Regions from separate parts of the Gossypium hirsutum genome. Here region 2 is linked to region 1. A link is a contact called in public Hi-C data. All regions are on one chromosome and are shown on one strand. The core of a region is the stretch at or near the end of the contact, and the rest is flanking DNA. Distances in the headings are between cores, read along the strand shown. Region 1 holds the start of LOC107914698. Region 2 has its middle 13 kb from the start of LOC107915202.

Region 1 (3,409 bases), core at 633-3,132:
CTTAATCGTAAATAATTTTCATGAAAAATGATCTTTTATTTTATAATTTAAATTGAGAACTTGTTTTCCTTTTAAATTGTAATTACCTTTTAGTATTTTTTTATAAAATTTTCAAAGTAATATTTATTAAATCAAATTAAAAAATATGCAGTGTCTTCAGAAAAAAAAAGTTTCTGATGTTAAATATAATATAATGGGTAAATTTAATTATCAGTCACTTTAACTATTAGCGTGTTTGAATTTTGGTCCTTAAATTATAAAAACTTTAAATTTCGTCTCAAATATCTTTAAAATGTTAATAAGTATTAATGGAAATGATGATGTGTCATTTAATCCTCAGCACTTATACATTCTATTAACTTTGTCTTAATTCTAAATAATTCAACCCTTCACATTTTCCTTTCATCTTTGATTTCTAATATGTTTATGTTTGTTATTCTAGATCCTTACGAACAGCTTCAAGTTCTAAGGAGTTCCACTCCAGTCCAACTTTTCTTACTTGTTTTCATTCGTTCCAACATTTGAATTTAAATGTTAGTAATGGAATAGAAATTGTAGTTTCGATTACCAAAATAAAAATACTCTATTAGTTGGGTGACTAATGGCGTGGTTTATCCTAATATAATATTTTTATTTTCTTAAATTTAAATGTTTCGTGAAGGTTGTTTTTTATTACCTTAATATAACATTTGATACCTAAACTTGTCAAATATATCTAATGTATTATCAACATGTGACGGATTACATGGAATTTAATGGCAGGAATTGTTACAGTTATTTGAAGTTTTCTCTATTTTACTTTTCATTGGGGTTGAGATTACATGAATGATTCAAGAGGGATTGCATGCTTAAATTAAGGTATGGTCATCACAAAGCCCTCAATTCCACAAATATATTATTAGTATAAGATGGAACTCATGTTAAAAAATTATGCTTTGAGCTAAGCTTAATGATGATGTTGAAGAAAAAAACAAGAGCGTTAAAAACCCAAAATAAAAGAAATTTATTATGTTAAATTAAAAATTAAAAGAAATTAAATTAGAAGCAATTGAACATTTAAAATATAAAAAAAGGTTCCATTTCCTTTGCCACATGGTGGTCATACATCGGTTATTTTTATTGTCTCATAAAAATAATATTGTTTGTTTATAGGAGTAAATTGTGTAACGTTTGACAAGTTTATGTATCAAACTAGACAAAGAAGAAGAAGAAGAAGAAGAAGAAGAAGAAGTTTAGGTATCAAATTAGGAAAATTGTCAAATTTAGATATCAAATTAGATTAAAAAGTGTCTAAGTACCAAATTAAAAAAAAAAGTCAAGTTCAAATATCAAATATTATATTAAATATGTTAATTTAATTGTAATTGTCCGCGTAGGCTAACAACCTACAACTTTTACTCATTTACTCATTTTTATTATTTTAAAATTACTTATGATCATAACAATTTATTATAGAAAAAGCATAAGTAGGTTCATAGAATTAGGTTTCTTTTGATGTTTGAAATTTTAATTGTAGTTCTTGTCCTTTCACATTTTATTTGTTAACATGAGATGGTTGCCTATGCTTTATCATCTCCAAAGAGATGTAGTTTGTTGATGATGTTACTTTTTGTAGGTTAATTATGACTGGATTTGCACACAATTAAATTTAATAGTGTAGTTTTATATTCACATTTCGTGGAATGATAAGAATATTGGAGAAATGACATCCACCACCTCGAAAAGTAGTACACTGGCCGATGAGAAAAATTTGTCATCATGAGAATTTATAAATATAAAAAATAAATTTATTAAATTATTCAAAATAAATGCAGTGAGCTAAATTTAAGTGAGGCATAATGGAGAATACTTTGAAGCAAGAAAATGAGTATAAATTATGGGCCAAATGAAGAGAAAACCGAAACAACCCAATGCAATCTGTTTTTTCAATTCGATTACCTCTGTTGCTCCTCCTTTATATATTTCCCTCCCAACTCCCACCCTAAAACCCCAGCGTCTCTTTCCAACACTTTATTCATTCGCTCTTTCTCAGTAATGGCTGATTATGCGATGGAATCCGATTCACACGTTTGTTCTAAGCGGAGAACAACTTCTGGCTCTGAACAACAACAAGAAACTTCTCTTCCCCCTCACCTTTCCCCTTCTCTCTATGAATCCACCGCCGACCACCGGGATTCGGGCCTTCAAGGCTGCCAAGAAGTAACTGCTATGGATCATAGCAGTCCAAAGAAGAAACCCAAGTGCTTTTCCCTTCTTTCTCAGGAAAACCAAGAAATGGGTCTTCATTCTTTCGCTCCAAAGGATGTCTCTCTTTCTGGGTTTTTCGAGAAAGAAAAGGTGGATGAGGTGGAAAGCAAAGAGGATTCTTTTGGAGTTCAAGAAGTTGATATCCAAGTCAACACCATTGAAGCTGATAACAAGGAACATCTCGGGACCGGTTTGGAATTTGAGGAGAAAAGGGTGGCAAAAGGAAAATCTTTGGAATCTGAAAATGTCTTGGAAGCTGAAAAGAAACGACTTTTGACTGAGCTTGAAGTTGGAAACGTCTTTGGTTTTGCAACGAACTCGTCCAAGATTGATGATGGAAACGGCGTTAGTGGTACCAAAGGTCTTGACTTGCCTGTTAAAGGGTCTTTAAAGATTGAAGTCATCGATGATACGGCTTTGATTGGATCATTTCCACTCCCCAAAACTGGAAATGGCAGTGTAAAAGATGAGAAGAAGAAGAAGGGGGAACATGAAATTGATGGTAAGAAAGCTAAAAGATCAAGAAGAAAGGGAAAGAATGTAAAAGAGGTCTTAGGGGAATCAGTGGCTATGAGACATATGGAATCAACCAAAATTTTTGAAGTTCAAAAGGGTAAGACAGAAAGCAAAACTCAAAATAAGATAATGTACTCAAGAAAAGAGTTAGAGGCTTTGAGGTTTGCCAAGGTTGGGGAACAAAGGAGTTTTTGGAGGGATGTATATAATAGTCTTGGTAAAGATGTGATCAGAGAGTATGAGGACTTGGGAAGCTGGAAGCATCAGAAGAACACCGGTTCAGGTTCGGGTTCGAGCTCTGACACGCGTCATCGCTTTGGAAAGAAGGCAGAGTCTCCTGCAATTATAAGTACGTTTTGTGTTATATCTCTTTTTTTTTTCCTGATGTGTTGTTTCAACATTTAAGTGCTCCTTTGGTTGTATTTATCACTATCTATTACCTTGTTGAATGTCTATCTACCTTAACATAGCAAGAGTCCAAAGCATTAGTTCTAATACATCATATGATAGAGTTTTATTGATGTTATTTGGGATTATGGTTTACTTCTGCAAAATAAATACATCAATGATATCATATAGTTCTGATGGTGATGAAACTATATCAGTCTTTTGAATTTTATTGTGTGATATATAGTGGAAAGCCTTG
Region 2 (3,409 bases), core at 295-2,794, 79 kb after region 1:
GTGACTTCATGGAAAATCTGATATTATTTATTACATTTCGATAAATCTACTTTATAACGCATGGACTCCCATGCCTACCAACTCCATTATTGTACGATAGCATGACTTACATGCTTATCACTTTGGTTCTGTATATGCATGCCATGACACATTGCATGGGACTTGGGATGATGTGAAAGGAGGAAGTTTCTGGCAGTTTGATTATCTGCATTATCTGGTGGTTTATCTATATTTTTATTCTGGCAGATTGGCAGCACTTTAGTGGCTTGACCACATGTATCTGATTTGGCAGTTTTAACTGCAAAATTCTGGTGACACTATCCATAGTTATCTGTTGGTGTGATTTGGCTGGATGAGTTCTAGGGGAACTATATTTTAGTGTGTAGTGGAGTTGGGTAGGATGTTTTTTTTGATAAATCTACATTTTGATTGGTTTTGAAAAAATACCGCATCTGCATAAACATACATACTCTGCGTAGCTCTGTTCAGTTTTGCTTTGTTTCGTTCTACTCTGCTTTGTTTTGTTCTATTTAGTTCTGCTCTATCCTGTTTTGGTGGGTTTGTGTTGTTCTGTTATATTAGCATGATGACAACCTCTGTGATACTCTGGTCTATTTCGTTCTGGTTTTACAGTTGCTATTAAGTTCGTTGTGTTTACTCTAATTTATATACTATGTTTGGTTAACTATAATTGATGTTGGTTATACAATGGGCTTTATAGCTCACCTTTTGGTTTTATATTTGTGTGTTCAGGTAAGTCTTTGACTTAGGACCAGACGACGTATGGGAGCTCGGATTGTTTTGCAACAATGTAAAAATACTTTTGATCTTTTGAGTTTGTAGTCTGTTTTTCAATTTCTAGTTTTCAAGATCTTGTTTATTTAATTGTTTGTCAGATATGGTGTTTTTACATAAATATAAATATTTGTTTACATTATTTGTTCAAGTCTTGTATTTATTCGCTAACGTGTTTTGTCCTACACCTACTTGTGCACTGTTTCCATAAATAATATAAATTACTCACTTGCAATAAAACACGAGTCTCTACACGTGTCACAATAAGTGAATCAATGAGCAAAGCATATCTGTGAATACTTACGAAAACAATTATTATTATTATATAAATGTGATTTGATTGTAACCATTTATGTGTTTATAAATTGTAACAATATATATAATGTCATGATTATTTGTTAAGTAAAATTAAGAAAACTTTAAAACGTCTCTTAAAGTCGTTAAAAAATAAAACTATAAATCTATAACAAAAGCGAGTACATGTATAAAAAAATATTTCGTGAGGAGTACAAGCAACAACTTTAAATTTTCTTTATCAACTAATTCTTATCTTTTCAATATCGAAATCAAAATTTTCACTCTTTTTCTTTGATTTATTGATAAGCAAATTATATTTGGAGTTGGGACTCTCAAATAAAGCGACGATTGTCCCATGGCATTTATTGACAAAAAAATAGATAGCTCAAATATCCTTCCAGTCCCAACCATCCATCCATCCATGTCTGCCATCTTCCATGTATGTGGCTACGAACCCAACCCCTCCATAAATTACATATTGTTCAGTTTTGTCCTCATCCAACACAACAAAACCAAACTTAATCTAGTACATTTAACATACTTTTTCTAGTCTTAAACTGATATCATATGCCTTCATGAAGGTTCAGGAGACAAACTTACGAATAGGTCATTTCCTTTTGGATGAGTCGAAATAATATTATATAATTAAGGATTTTATGTTCGAATTGGAGTACGATAATGAATTACAAATCGTTTACGGTAAAAAAAAAAAGAGATTATTTTGTCCTTAATGATTGTCTTATGTATATTATGTTAATTGTTTTAATTAAAAAATTATTTTAATTGTTTGTAGTAAGTGGTTTAACAAGTTAGAACAACACTTAGGACCGTGAATTTAAATAGTTAAAATGTCGTTAATGATTAGTTTCGTATCAACAAATGATTCTTGGATTGAAGTTGCAATTACTTTTTATCTTGTTAGTGAATTTTATTTCGAAGAAAAGAGCGAAAAAAGATTGATTGATTCAAACCAAATTTATCCTTATCCGTTCACGATTAAATGTGTGAATATTTTTGCACTTTTATATTAGGTTATTGTGATTTGTGAGTGAGGATTTGGGGTAAGTGAATGTATTAGGGCACTTTGTCTAGGCTATAAGTATTCGTTGTATAATAGTAGATTGAGTTTTAACTAATAGGTTCCTGATTCATTGTTGAATAAAATTATTTAATAAGTAAGGTTGTACAAAGTAGGATTGGTGAATTCAAACTGCACTAATAAATATCGTGTGTTCTTTTCTCTACTTGTCTTATCTTCCTTTTGTAATATATTTGTCAAACTGCATTGTTCCAATCTATGTTGGAACATTAATTAGGACATCGAATTGAAACAACTGATAAATTAAGTTCTTTTTCATATCAATAAATATAAATTTAGGTGAATTTAATTTTAAAATTTTTAATAATATATCATCCTTTGATTCATTGATAAAACATAAGATTATATGCTATGTTATGGGGATTACCCTTTTCATTTAAAAAAAAAAAAATTCTCATATCTTAGGTTTGGGTTTGAAATAAAGCTTTTGGGTCATGATAGAAAAAACTTCTTGGTGGTATCTAATTAGTTTGCTTGCACCCCATCCATTTTTCTTTTCTTATCTTATCTCTCATTTTCTTTTTTTATTATTATTTCGACATTATCTATATGATCGCTTCCGAACGTACCAACGTTTAGAGTAAAAATCCTACAGAAAATATATGAAAAAGAAGTATCTACGAGTATACAGGCCAGGTTGTAATATAATTACAATGGAGTAGATGAGTACTCCAAGGATCGTACCCAAGGGAGGTGAGCACTAAATTAATTTTAACCTAAGCATAAATAGATCTAATTAGTACTTTAGATGAATTATATTATGATAAAATAAAAAAGAAGGTTTTTAGGATTCTTAATAATAATAAAAAGAAAAAGAAAAGAAATAAAGAAATAATGAGAAATCAAATAGTAAATTTATCAAATCTGAGCATGGGTAATTAGCTTGCTTCAGTAATCATAATCAACTGTCGCTTTAGGTTTTCTTGTTCAATAAACTAGTCGATATCCCAACAGGATCTTTTGGTCTTCCACTAGAATAATGAGGTGGTAAGAACTACTTATCTCTCGACCTCATAGTCCAAACTGGTTCAGGGTTAAGGTGCTCACGGATAGGCCATACCAATTTTGGGTTAATTCCTACTTTAATAACTTCCTAGGATTGTCAAGCCTAAGGTTTAATTTCTTCCTTTCCTGAACAACTAATTCGCTTAAGAGAACCCTATAAAACAATTAATTAATCATAACTCCACTCGTTAATCCCCTACAGGAGGATTAGTT

The links. A called contact is a pair of places that touch in the nucleus more often than the background predicts.
Region 2: a contact with region 1 is called in a Hi-C map of anther, with 1.8 times the contacts expected there. The contact joins the enhancer-like site here to the promoter of LOC107914698 in region 1. A contact is called at or near these places in 8 of 34 Hi-C or Micro-C datasets (anther, callus and leaf).

What each region holds. Positions count from the first base shown.
Region 1 is chrD10:24,469,847-24,473,255 of Gossypium_hirsutum_v2.1, forward strand. LOC107914698 reads left to right here and starts at 1,883. Exons shown (of 4, transcript XM_016843703.2): 1 at 1,883-3,112. The coding sequence starts at 2,035.
Region 2 is chrD10:24,549,482-24,552,890 of Gossypium_hirsutum_v2.1, forward strand. No RefSeq gene overlaps it. Among protein-coding and RNA genes, the nearest start is that of LOC107915202, 13 kb to the left of the region's middle. Within about 2 kb of position 1,545, at least 2 of the 9 cell types and tissues checked have an H3K27ac peak or open chromatin away from gene starts, as enhancers often do. A contact at or near this core is called in leaf, where this site is marked.